2 separate regions of the Capsicum annuum genome follow, and region 2 is linked to region 1. Evidence: chromatin contacts called from public Hi-C data. All regions are on one chromosome and are shown on one strand. Each heading gives the region's core, a stretch centred on a gene start, on an enhancer-like site or on the middle of the called end of the contact. The rest is flanking DNA. Distances are from core to core; before and after follow the strand shown. Region 1 has its middle 99 kb from the start of LOC124897682. Region 2 overlaps LOC107874120 (protein DETOXIFICATION 42).

Region 1 (5,901 bases), core at 2,022-4,521:
TGTGTGGATGAGAGGCTACAACTAACATAGAATATAACTTATAAAGATAGAAGGTTGATGGAAGGAATACGAGCTAGAATAGATGTATAGCATATTTTTTCCTCCATACCAAACACACCCTACACTACGTAGCATTTTATTTTTCTTCTTTTCCTATTAAACATCATATGCTTCATTTCGTCGAAAACTTACTGGACTAGAAGCCCACTTACCACCATCATGAGTGTCGCACATATATCTCATTTTTACATCACAAATAATTAAAACCTACTTAGAAAACCATAAAGTACAATTGATTGGAGGGGAAGATTCATGTTAGATAGTTACAATCATAATTTTCATTAAGGAGATTCAATAGATGAAAAGGTTAATACACAAAGAAATAAATGAAAATCTAACATTTATTGTATATACATACAAGAAGACTTTAATTTTTAAGTATAATATTATTTAATGCAACTTTTTGAAATATTATTTATCGTAAAACCCTGTTGCACCCCTGTGACTTTGCCCTTAATACAAGTGTTATCTACTGGTTAAGGATAAACTTTAGTCAAGTTATATCATTTCTACTATTATTATAATTATATCTATTCATATATATTTAACTTAAGGGGCTAATAGCACCGTTCCAAAGGTTAATTGTGTAATTGAAAATTTGATCATAGTTTAAGTGGGTCTTTATGCCTTCTCCTTTACTTTTTTATAAACTAGGTTGTTAGTCAAGTCCTTATGCTACCTACTTTCGTGCATATTGTAGTTATTTGCGAATCATAGGAGCTAACTATAATAGATATTCATAGGAGAAAACATAAATTGGACAATAGATTATTCATATTAATCCGTCGTTGCAGATAGCATTAATATCAAATCATAGATGATTTTATCAATTCATGCATGGCTGAACGAAAACTTAAGCTTATGAAATTATTTTGTCTTGGTTTACTGTTATTCTGAATAAGTCTGATAGTTGATTGAAATATTGCTACTCAAATACAATAGAGATTGGCAAAGGACAAGAGGGAGTTGTTTTGATCATAAGCGTCCGTCACTTCCAACAGTATCATATTTATGAATTTAATAGATTGTACTCCCTCAGTCTCAAATTAGTTTGTCATCTTACTAAAAATAGTTATCCATACTAGTTGCACACCATAATAAATCAATAAAGGATTAATGAAAATTTTCTTATATTATCCTTGTAATTAATTCCTTTTTAATGTGTTCATCTTGTTTGTAAAGTTTCCGAGAAGTGATACCATAAAACAAAATTTTATTAACAATCAAAACAAACATTGTATTTTAACTGGCAAAGCAACACAATAAAATAGGTAACAACCATGGGATACAGCACAACATGCTGATCACCTTGCATGATCAGGAGAATTTAGCTGTATATTAGGAGGATCCTTTGTAACATCTTTGCTTGATCTATTGTATTTCATGTGACTATCAACCAGTTGTCCAGTTGAGATAGCAGACATGAGGGATAGCTCACCACCGAGTACCGAACCTGCTACTATTGTGGCCAAGAGCCTTGCATTTGACCCTGGAGCCTCTTCGTTGGCACCTTTCACTCCTTATAAGCTCAAGCAAGCTGATTGAGGTGCAAGTTCAGTTTGCCTCCAACTGTACCCACCTGAAAAGTAACAGTAACATGCATTATAAGTGCAATGAAGAAACACAGGCTTCCAGAAACACTTTTTTAGTAGTAACAACAACAACAACGACGACATACCCTATGCGAGGGTAGAGTGTACGCAAACCTTACCCCTACCTTGGGAGTAGAGAGGCTGTTTTCAAGAGACGCTCGTCTCAAGAAAAAAGCATTAGACAGCGGATTGGAAATAGAATTAATGAAAGTGGAGTAATAACGAAGGACTCATCTATACTATCTTAGCTTACATTTTAGCAGTAATCTCTTTAAATGGACTTGGAGCAGTATAGTCAGGACTCATATTACCGACTGTAACATACTTGGTATGTGAGGCATAGTTGTCGTGTCAAAGCCCTTTAAATGATTTCATTAGAATTGTCACATGTAAAAGTTTAAGATGGTGTACAAAGGAAACAATGATGACTGAATACGTGTGAATGTTCTATGTTTAGCGGATACCTCAATTGAAAGCATGGTGAGAGAAATATGGAGGTCCTTGCCATCATTTACAGCCTCCATCATAGTGATGCAGTGAGAGCTTTCGATATTTTGAGCCGGGTCCTGGCCAGTGGCTATATATATAGCTGTGACGATATTGATGGCATGGGCATTGAAGCCACCAAGTGCACCAGCCACGGTGGAGCAAATGAGGTTTTTACGAATGTTCAGCTCGACTAGATCAGCAACCTCGGTTTTCAGAACTTTCTTCAGCACCTCTTCCTCTATGGTTGCCTCACAAACTACCGACTTTCCTCTCCCCTCAACCCAATTAACAGCTGCTAGTTTCTTGTCTGAGCAATAGTTCCCTGTAATTGTTCAAATAACTTCAAGCAATAATTCTCTTGGATCAAGGGGTAACAAGAAGAACAAAATGAGGGGAGCGATAATTATAGGCTTTTTGCATTCATGAGGGGAGCAATAGTTCCCTGTCATAGTTCAAACAAAACATATTGGGTTTTTGTTACGTTTATACCTAAAGAAAAAAAAAAGAAAAAAGAAAAATGAACTATGTATTTTGTTCCACACAATGAATGTACTAATTTCCGGAGTAGCAATTCCAGAATATCCAAAAATAGTCGGTAGAAAGTACCACCACTACATCAATAACAATTAACAAGTGGTTAAGTATGTGGATAACACAAAAAGTTAATGCAATAATTAAAAATAAGAGTGGCTGGTATACCAGATATGGTAATAATATCCATGTCGGGATACTTATTTTTAAGGTGTTCAAGAACGTTTTGTACCCCTTCAGAAGCCATGTTCATTCCCATTTCATTGCCAGTGCTGCATCTAAACCTCATGTACAGATTCTTTCCAGCAATTGCACATTGAATGTTCTGTAATCTGGCAAATCTGCTTGATCTGCAATGTCCAAATTAAAACAAAGTTATACAACTAGTATACATAATATTGGAGGGCATGCTGATTAATATGGGAAACAGACAAATATTGAGGAAACAGAGAAATCCAATAAAATCATGAAGACCATGATAGAAGTTCAAGAAAGGGAAAAACTGAACTTGAAGGAAGGACCAGAATACTCACTTGTTGAAAACTTCAGATAGAGTCTCAAATTCATTGGATCCTCGACGAAGAACTTCAACTCTGCAGCTCTCTTGGCACTGTCAAACCTAACTGCAGGAGCTCCTGTCATCCCGTCTCCTAACAAAACACTAGTGGCGCCACCGGAAGCATAAATAGCTTTACACCCCCTGTTGGTACTAGCCACTAGGCATCCTTCTGTCGTTGCTATTGGCACGAAATAATTCTTCCCATCAAGCGCCAGTGGTCCAGCTATTCCTACTGGTATCTGGACATACTCTATAGGAGGTTGGACCTATCTTGATTTTCGGGTTGGTCAGAAGGGGTTAAGGGGTTTTATAGGTTACTGGTGAAGGTCCGTTGGAGAATTATTCCGGTGCTGGAGTTTTACAGAGGGAAAAGAAGGGAAAATTTATGAGAGATGGTGTTATTGTGAGTAGAAAAACGAGTGTGTTGGAAGTGTACTTCTAGCAAAACATAGGCAGGCACACTTGACTTTTTTACTAAATATGTCATGTTTCAATTATTGTACAATTTTGTATTTGTTATTGCTTCTATATTAGTTGATATGTTTTAATTTAGAGTCTTTCCTTTTTTCATACTTATTTTGATATGTTGTACTCGAGCTCTAGAAATAGTTTCTCCGTTCAATGAGGTAATGGTAAGGCCTACATATATTTTACTACCTGCCCCTGATTATAAGAGGAATGTTAATACTATAAAAGCGAGGTGCAAGTGTTCCATAAATCTCTGTTATCCTTTGTTCAAACCATGGTAGTCTCCCTAGTTTGACCAGGGACTTAAAAATTACCTACAAATGCTTTATGATCAACCATTCCGAATGGTGCTTGCTCTTCAGATCCCACTCATCGAATTTCATCGGATATGCTATTAGTCTTATAACTTATTATTTCATTATTATAACTCTATCAATTCTTATGTGGATTGACTTGCATGAAATTAAGGACTAATTACCTAATCAAGCAACTTATATATTATATTTATCTTTTATGATGATAGTTTAAAGAAATTACTAAACATAGCTATCTTTTTATTTTTCTAGAAATAATCAAAACAGACAATCATCGCTCCCTTTCTGATATACATTCGTGAGATTTTACAGGGGAGATTGTTATTATTTTTGTTATTGTAGTATCATCAAATTTTGCATGTATTATAAGAAATGACGTGTGTATTTTCTTGGCATTTTTACTCAGTTTAAAGTTGGATCCTATTGTTAAGCGTGTCATTGGTTGAGAGAGAGAGATTGTTTGCATACTTATATATTGTTGGGCGATCTATTACTCTTTATGAGTTAGTATTTGTGGATTGAGTTTGACTCATGACTCGCATCTTATCTCTTAATCTTTCATGTTTATCAACTTATCAGTTCTTATATGGATTATCGTGCATAATATGATGGATTAGGAAAATTTATACACCATAGTTATACTTTATAGAGTTTGATTAAGAAAATTACCAATCATAGCAATACTTTAAATTCTCTAGAAATATCCAACACAGACACCGAGACACATCCATATCCTCCCCAATCATTGTTTTCCTTCCTAAAGCACTCTTTCTCTACATAAATTAATACACTATATTTAGCACTATCCTTATTCTTTATAGTGGTAGTTTTGGGAAAAGGTCAAGCAATATAAATCCCAAAAGTTTTGAACTTAATTACAAAAAGATCCGATATTTTGCATAATTTTAAAAAAATTTTTGTTTTGGGTCTGTCGAAATACATAAATAGCTCCCAATACATCCAACAAAGATACATTTTTTTTCTTTGTAAATATACATAATTAGCTCTCACTATATATTTTTCGATTTTGAGTCTATTGAGAAATATAATACATCTAATGAAGATACATTATTTCCGTTATAAATGTATATAATAAACTCCCGATATATTTTTTTCGATTTTAAGTCAGTCGAGATTCATATTTAGCACCCAATACATCCAACAATGTTTCATAATTAGTTGTGATTTTTGTAATTACTTTGTAAGGGTGGAAACTTTTGTAAATATGGTGATTTAAGATTTATGTTTATGTTATTTTTAGGGACAAAAAACTCCATACATTTATTCTCCACAGAAGCCACTCATAAGATTTCACTGGATACATTCGTAGGCAGTCACACTTGTTTATTACTACTACGTCATGTATCAATTACTGTACTATTTTTTGTTGTTGTTGGTTCCGTATTAGTTGATATGTTTTCTTTAATGTGGAGTTTTTCCTTTTTCATACTTATTTTGACTTGTGGTACTCGATCTCTTAAAACTGTTTTTCCATTCCATATGGTAGTGGTAAGATCTATGTACATTTTACTCGCTACTCCTTATATAAGAATACTGTTAATACTATAAAAGCAAGGTGCAAGTGTTGCATAAAATTCTGCTATCTGTTAATCAGATATTGATAGTTTACATCATTTGTCTAGGGTTGAGCTCTTAGATTTGACAGTGGACTTGAAACACTACCTACAAAATATTTATGTTCAACCATTCCAGATAGCACTTGCTCTTCAGATCCCACTCTTCGAATTTCACCGAATATGTTATTAGTCTCACTTAATCATTCATGATTATCACATTATCAATTCTTATGTGGATTAGCTGGCATGAAATTAAAGATTAATTTCCTAATGAGGCAACTTATATATATGTATATCTATATTAAATCTAT
Region 2 (5,536 bases), core at 2,207-4,706, 240 kb after region 1:
CCTCAATTTATATCCATTAGGTCAGTTGAATACTCCAACTTAGAAGATGATTATCTAGACACTTCCAAAATTTATATGCTCGGGTGTCCACGATACACAGTGGGTGATGAGTTAGATTGTTTAGTTACCGAGACCAAGTTGATTAGGTGTATACATGCGCGCTCTCAAAGTTAGAGTGCTTACTTGCCAGCTGAAGCCAAATTTAAGTGTGTTTATGTATTGTATATGCCTTCGTGTATTTTATACTATGGTCAGAGTCTATGTGTTTGAGGCGGTAAGGTGGCTCCAATGATATATTAAGTTAACCTGATACACCAAAACCTTCTGAGCTTTCGCCCGTCCCATTTGTTTTCTGAAATTTTGAACAACTTCCATTCACCAGATTTTGTCTTCGTCATCTGTGGTTCTGTCTATTAATTTCACTTTAATGCAAACTCTAAATTCACTATGAAGAATCTAAATGTTATGGGAAAAGGCTCAAACATGCCACTGAACTATCAGAATTGACTCATTTATGTCATCAATTAAAAGTTGAGCTCATTCATGCCATCGCCGTTACAAAACCAACTCATCCATGCCATTACTTTTTTAACGGTGATTTTCAAAAACAACTTTGTCACGTGGTCTTTTATTAGAGGTCCACGTCATTAATTAAAATAAGCAAAAAAGCTCAAATATGCCATTGAACTATCAGAAGTAGCTCATTGATGCCATCAGTTAAAAGTTCGGCTCATTCATGCCATCACCAGTATAAAATCAACTCACTCATGTCATTACTTTTTAATGATAGTTTTTAAAAATAGCTTTATCATGTGGTCTTTTATTAGAAGTCCACGCCATTAATTAAAAAAAATCAATATTAATTTCAAAATATCCGAAATTAGTTAGTATCGGGATTATTTATTTCAGCATTTATACCATAATGATGGGAGAAGTTATCCCAGTGGCGTGATAATTGGAATAGCAAACTTCTTTTAAGTCGTTATTTGAAAATGATTTTTCAACAATGAATGCTCCACTAATTCGTGATGGGAGAAGTTATTCCATATGCACGGTGGAATAATTGGGATAACCGACTTCTTTTAAGTCATTATTTGTAAATGATTTTTTCAATGATGTATACTCCCCTAATTCGTGATGGACGAATGGAGAAGTTTTATTGGTACGCCTCTTTTTTTTTCTTGCTTGCCCTAATCGTTCATTGATTTATTTTCCTACAACTTCGGAGTATATATTGGAGTCAGTGGAATTAAAATTAATCAATTACTGTAGGATAGAATTTTTGAGGTTTCTGTTAAGCGTAACATTTATAATGATTTAGAATGAACTAGAAATAGCCAAAAAATATACATTAATCATTATTTTCTTTATTAGAAACATAGTTGCTGTAGGGAAAAAAAAAATTGTAATGGGTGTGGGTTGGGTTATGTTAAATGAATCGGTTGTTTTAAATGGGTCTAAGATATTTTGAAATTAATATTGATTTATTTTAATTAATGTCGCGGACCTCTAATAAAAGGCCACATGACAGAACTGTTTTTGAAAAGCCACCATTAAAAAATAATGACATGGGTGAGCTAATTTTATAATGACGATGACATAAATGAGCTGAACTTTTAACTGAGGGCATAAATGAGTCATTTGTGATAGTTTAATGGCATATTTGAGCCTTTTTCCATATTTTAATTAATGAAGTGGACCTTTAATAAAAGGCCACGTGGAAAAGTTGTTTTTTAAAACCACCGTTAAAAATTAATGGCATGGATGAGCCGATTTTGTAACGGCGATGGCATGAATGAGCCAAACGTTTAACTGATGGTATAAATGAGCCATTTCTGATGGTTCAATGGCATATTTGAGCCTTTTCCCTTTCAAGAGTAGCGGTACAGAAAAGCTAATTTTTTTTCTTTTTTTCCTCCTAATTTCAGGCTTCCTTTTGTTAGTGAGGGTCATAGCAGCAACATTCTGTGTAACATTAGCTGCATCATTGGCTGCAAGGTTAGGACCGACACAAATGGCTGCATTTCAGGTCTGCTTGCAGGTTTGGCTAGCTACATCTCTTCTAGCTGATGGGTTAGCTGTAGCTGGGCAGGTGAGATATGATGCCCCATATCAATACTTTTTGCTGTCTCAAATAAGCTAAAGATCCGTTGGAAAAGAGAAAGACCGGTAACTAATAAAATTGATGTTCTAACCAGATATATCATTTTTCCAAGAAATCTTAATTTCAAGAACTGGGGGAACCATTATTTGCATCAAAATGGGATATGGAAGCTATGTTGCTCGAACTCTCCATTAATATTCCTACAAAGGTGTTGAATTTCCTACAACTGTAGCAACGAATACTACCATACTATGTTACTTAAAACTATTCAAAAATTCGCGAGTGTGTGCCAAATCTTCCAAAAATGCACTACCCTTGGATGATACAACACATAACCGTTGGCATTTCTGATGAGTCTGAGTAACATAGTGTAACAGTAGTCATTGCTATAGTGGCAGGAAAATCTACGAGGCACGGCTCCTTGATAGGAATTAGCAAAATTCTGTTCTTTAGAAACAATGTGTTCATGTTCACTAATCAAAGTTGTGAATCTCTAGTCAGGCCTTTCTATAACAGTCATCCTCTTGAAAAACTTTTCACTATATCAGCCATATTTTCTGTGGAACCGATCTTGAACAACATTTCACTATATTATAAAGTTCTCTATAAAATGATTTCCCAATAACTGGTCAAAAAAATCAGGACAAACGATGTTGTTATGTAGAAGTTTGACTGTATATTGTTCCAAATATCTCTAGTGAAAGACATTTGTACTTTCATATTCGCCACCACAAGAAAGCATCAACAGTCATCATATTAAGTGAACAAACTTCAAAACTTCAACGTTCCTTTTCCCCTTTCAGGCAATACTAGCAAGTTCATTTGCTCAAAAGGACTTCAGTAGGTGTACTGCAGCAGCATCAAGGGTATTACAGGTACTAAAGTTGTTCTACAGCAGAGTATTCACATGTGAGTATATTTTTGATAGCAAATGAGAGAATAACGATGCAGCTCTTGATGTGCAGTTGGGAGTAGTTTTAGGGTTGGTACTAGCACTCATTCTTGGAGTTGGTTTACACTTTGGAGCAAGAGTCTTTACAAAAGATGTCCATGTCCTGCACCTAATTGGCATTGGCGTTCCGGTATACACCATTTATAAACATGTAGTTGATACATTTACAAAACTTTCACTGTAAAAAACTTGGTTTGAACTCAGCATTTCTTCCTATTTCAGTTTGTCGCTGCAACCCAACCAATCAATTGCCTCGCCTTTGTCTTTGATGGTGTAAACTTTGGCGTATCCGACTTTTCATATTCTGCATACTCGATGGTAAGATTATAGTGTTGCAACATTAGTCTCAACGTATGTTGCTTGGACTCTTCAAAATTGTTGATGGGCGTGAGTCAGCTGCTCCAAAATTAATGTCTTCTTTAGGCACCCAACACCGATGCGGCAATATTTTTTGAGAGTCCAAGCAACATAGGTGTTAATTTTATTTCAGTTATTCAAAGTCGCACTTCAACTCAATGTCCTCATATCACACCACCCCCATCCCCACAAACAGCCACACACATTTACAAAGAGAGAATTACCCTCTTGAAGAAATCTACCGTTCTGATGATCTGGGTATATTGTCAAATTTTTATAACTTATCCTGATCAAAGGAAACATTTATTGACAAGAATGCTTTTGATCTTCAGCTTACGCTGGCTCTTTTCAGCATTGTGTTCCTGCTCATTCTTTCATCAAGTTTTGGATATATTGGAATTTGGGTAGCTCTAACCATCTATATGAGCCTACGAGCTTTAGCTGGCTTCGGGAGGTAGGCATTCGTATAAAACTAAGGCATATAGCCTGTTTTGTCAAGCTTCCAGAATCTGCTTTTTGTTGGAAGTGTTTCTGGAAAAAGTACATTTGGATAGTAGCAGTTTGTGTTTGATGAATCAGTTTGAACAAACACTTTTGCCAGTATTATAGCAGTGATATGTGTCTGACCAGGGTTTCAGAAGTGAATCTGGGGAAAATATACTTTTTTTGTTTCTGAAAAACTGCTACCGCTATTGATCAAAAGCACTTATTTTTTTTTTTCTTTAGAAGCTTGGTCAGACACCTCAACTCTTTAAGATAAGTATTTTAGAAGAAAGCACTTTGGTTTCCTAAAAGCTTGGTCAAACATAATATTAAGGCGACCATGGAAACGTAAAAGCATAATTTGTTTATTTTCTGCTTCACCATTTGCAGGATAGGCACAGGGACAGGCCCATGGAAGTTCCTCAGGAGCTGAAAGCTTCTGTTAGACAATTAACATATTACTTTCATACAGTAAATTTGTACAGTAACCTTAAGTTCCTTATAAGGACCAAAGAAAGTTAAGGAGGGACCTTATAAGGCAATTTTGTTCAATGTTGTATCCCAAAGTAACATTGATCTCTTTAGTTCCATTATAAAAGCACTCTTTCTTTTGTAGATTCCGAAAAGAATCAATCTTATTATATGGTATTTTCTCGTCCAGTCTCACAGAAAATGATATCTTTCTATATATACTAGTAATGTAACATCGGATTTTTATTTAAACTTTAATGAGATGATTTATAGTCACAAAATAATTGTTGGCTTATTTTAGATCACAAGTTTCAACAATCTTCCATTCTCTTCTAAGATTCATGGCAAATCAACAGCTTCCCACAAATTGGAAAGGAGGAAATGTGTATAAATATAATACCCCGTTCCATTCTAATTTGATATGCATTACATGAGTCGGGGATATAACTATTTGGAGAATTAATTATTCCACCCTAGATGTTAAATAGCAATAACAAGAGAGTAACAAGGACACAAATATTATATTAGGATAAATATAATACCCAAATAGAGTAATACAATAACACTAATTGAAACTTGGTAGTGTCAAAAGACTACTACTCTTAGAAGAAAACAATACTTTTTTATTTCACACAACTCACTATTTTAAGCAAATTTGTACCACGAGATAGAGTATCTAGCGGTTTTTTTGTTGAAATAAAAATAAAATCCTCAATAGGGATAAGTACATGCAGGGGGGCTAAACCTTACCTTACCAATAGTAATGAGTGATGAACCTCTACTAATTAACAAACATGAAGAAAATAAGAGCTAGAGAGAACTAGTTATTCTATGATCATCACAGAGTTTGTTATACAATTTATGATGATATTTCAAATGAGGATGCTTAAATGATTTAAAATATAAAAGACAAGAAGAAAGTTGAGTTATCTACCTCAAATTTTCTTGAATGAATGGATGAATTAAAAAAGATAGACTGCCCATCTAAAGTAACCTGAAGTATTTTTCTCTTGTCTTCTTCTTCAAATTTGTCCAACCATATTTGATATTTCATCACTTACTTCTTGAATTTATTGAATTTTGTTGAAGCTATTGACACTGCTGTATGATTCTGCTTTTCCAGTCGCATGAGTCTTGGAAAAAAACACCTCAGTCACTCTACCATCTTA

Evidence for each region. A called contact is a pair of places that touch in the nucleus more often than the background predicts.
Region 2: a Hi-C map of leaf shows a contact between it and region 1, with 1.8 times the contacts expected there. The contact joins two enhancer-like sites.

The regions. Positions count from the first base shown.
Region 1 is chr1:52,135,455-52,141,355 of UCD10Xv1.1, forward strand. It overlaps the pseudogene LOC107845093. Among protein-coding and RNA genes, the nearest start is that of LOC124897682, 99 kb to the right of the region's middle. Within about 2 kb of position 3,272, at least 3 of the 5 cell types and tissues checked have an H3K27ac peak or open chromatin away from gene starts, as enhancers often do. A contact at or near this core is called in leaf, where this site is marked.
Region 2 is chr1:52,374,360-52,379,895 of UCD10Xv1.1, forward strand. LOC107874120 (protein DETOXIFICATION 42) reads left to right here. Exons shown (of 14, transcript XM_016720993.2): 9 at 1,929-2,092; 10 at 2,908-2,979; 11 at 3,070-3,186; 12 at 3,279-3,374; 13 at 3,746-3,867; 14 at 4,287-4,556. The coding sequence ends at 4,329. Among protein-coding and RNA genes, the nearest start is that of LOC124900111, 7.3 kb to the left of the region's middle. Within about 2 kb of position 3,457, at least 1 of the 5 cell types and tissues checked has an H3K27ac peak or open chromatin away from gene starts, as enhancers often do. A contact at or near this core is called in leaf, where this site is marked.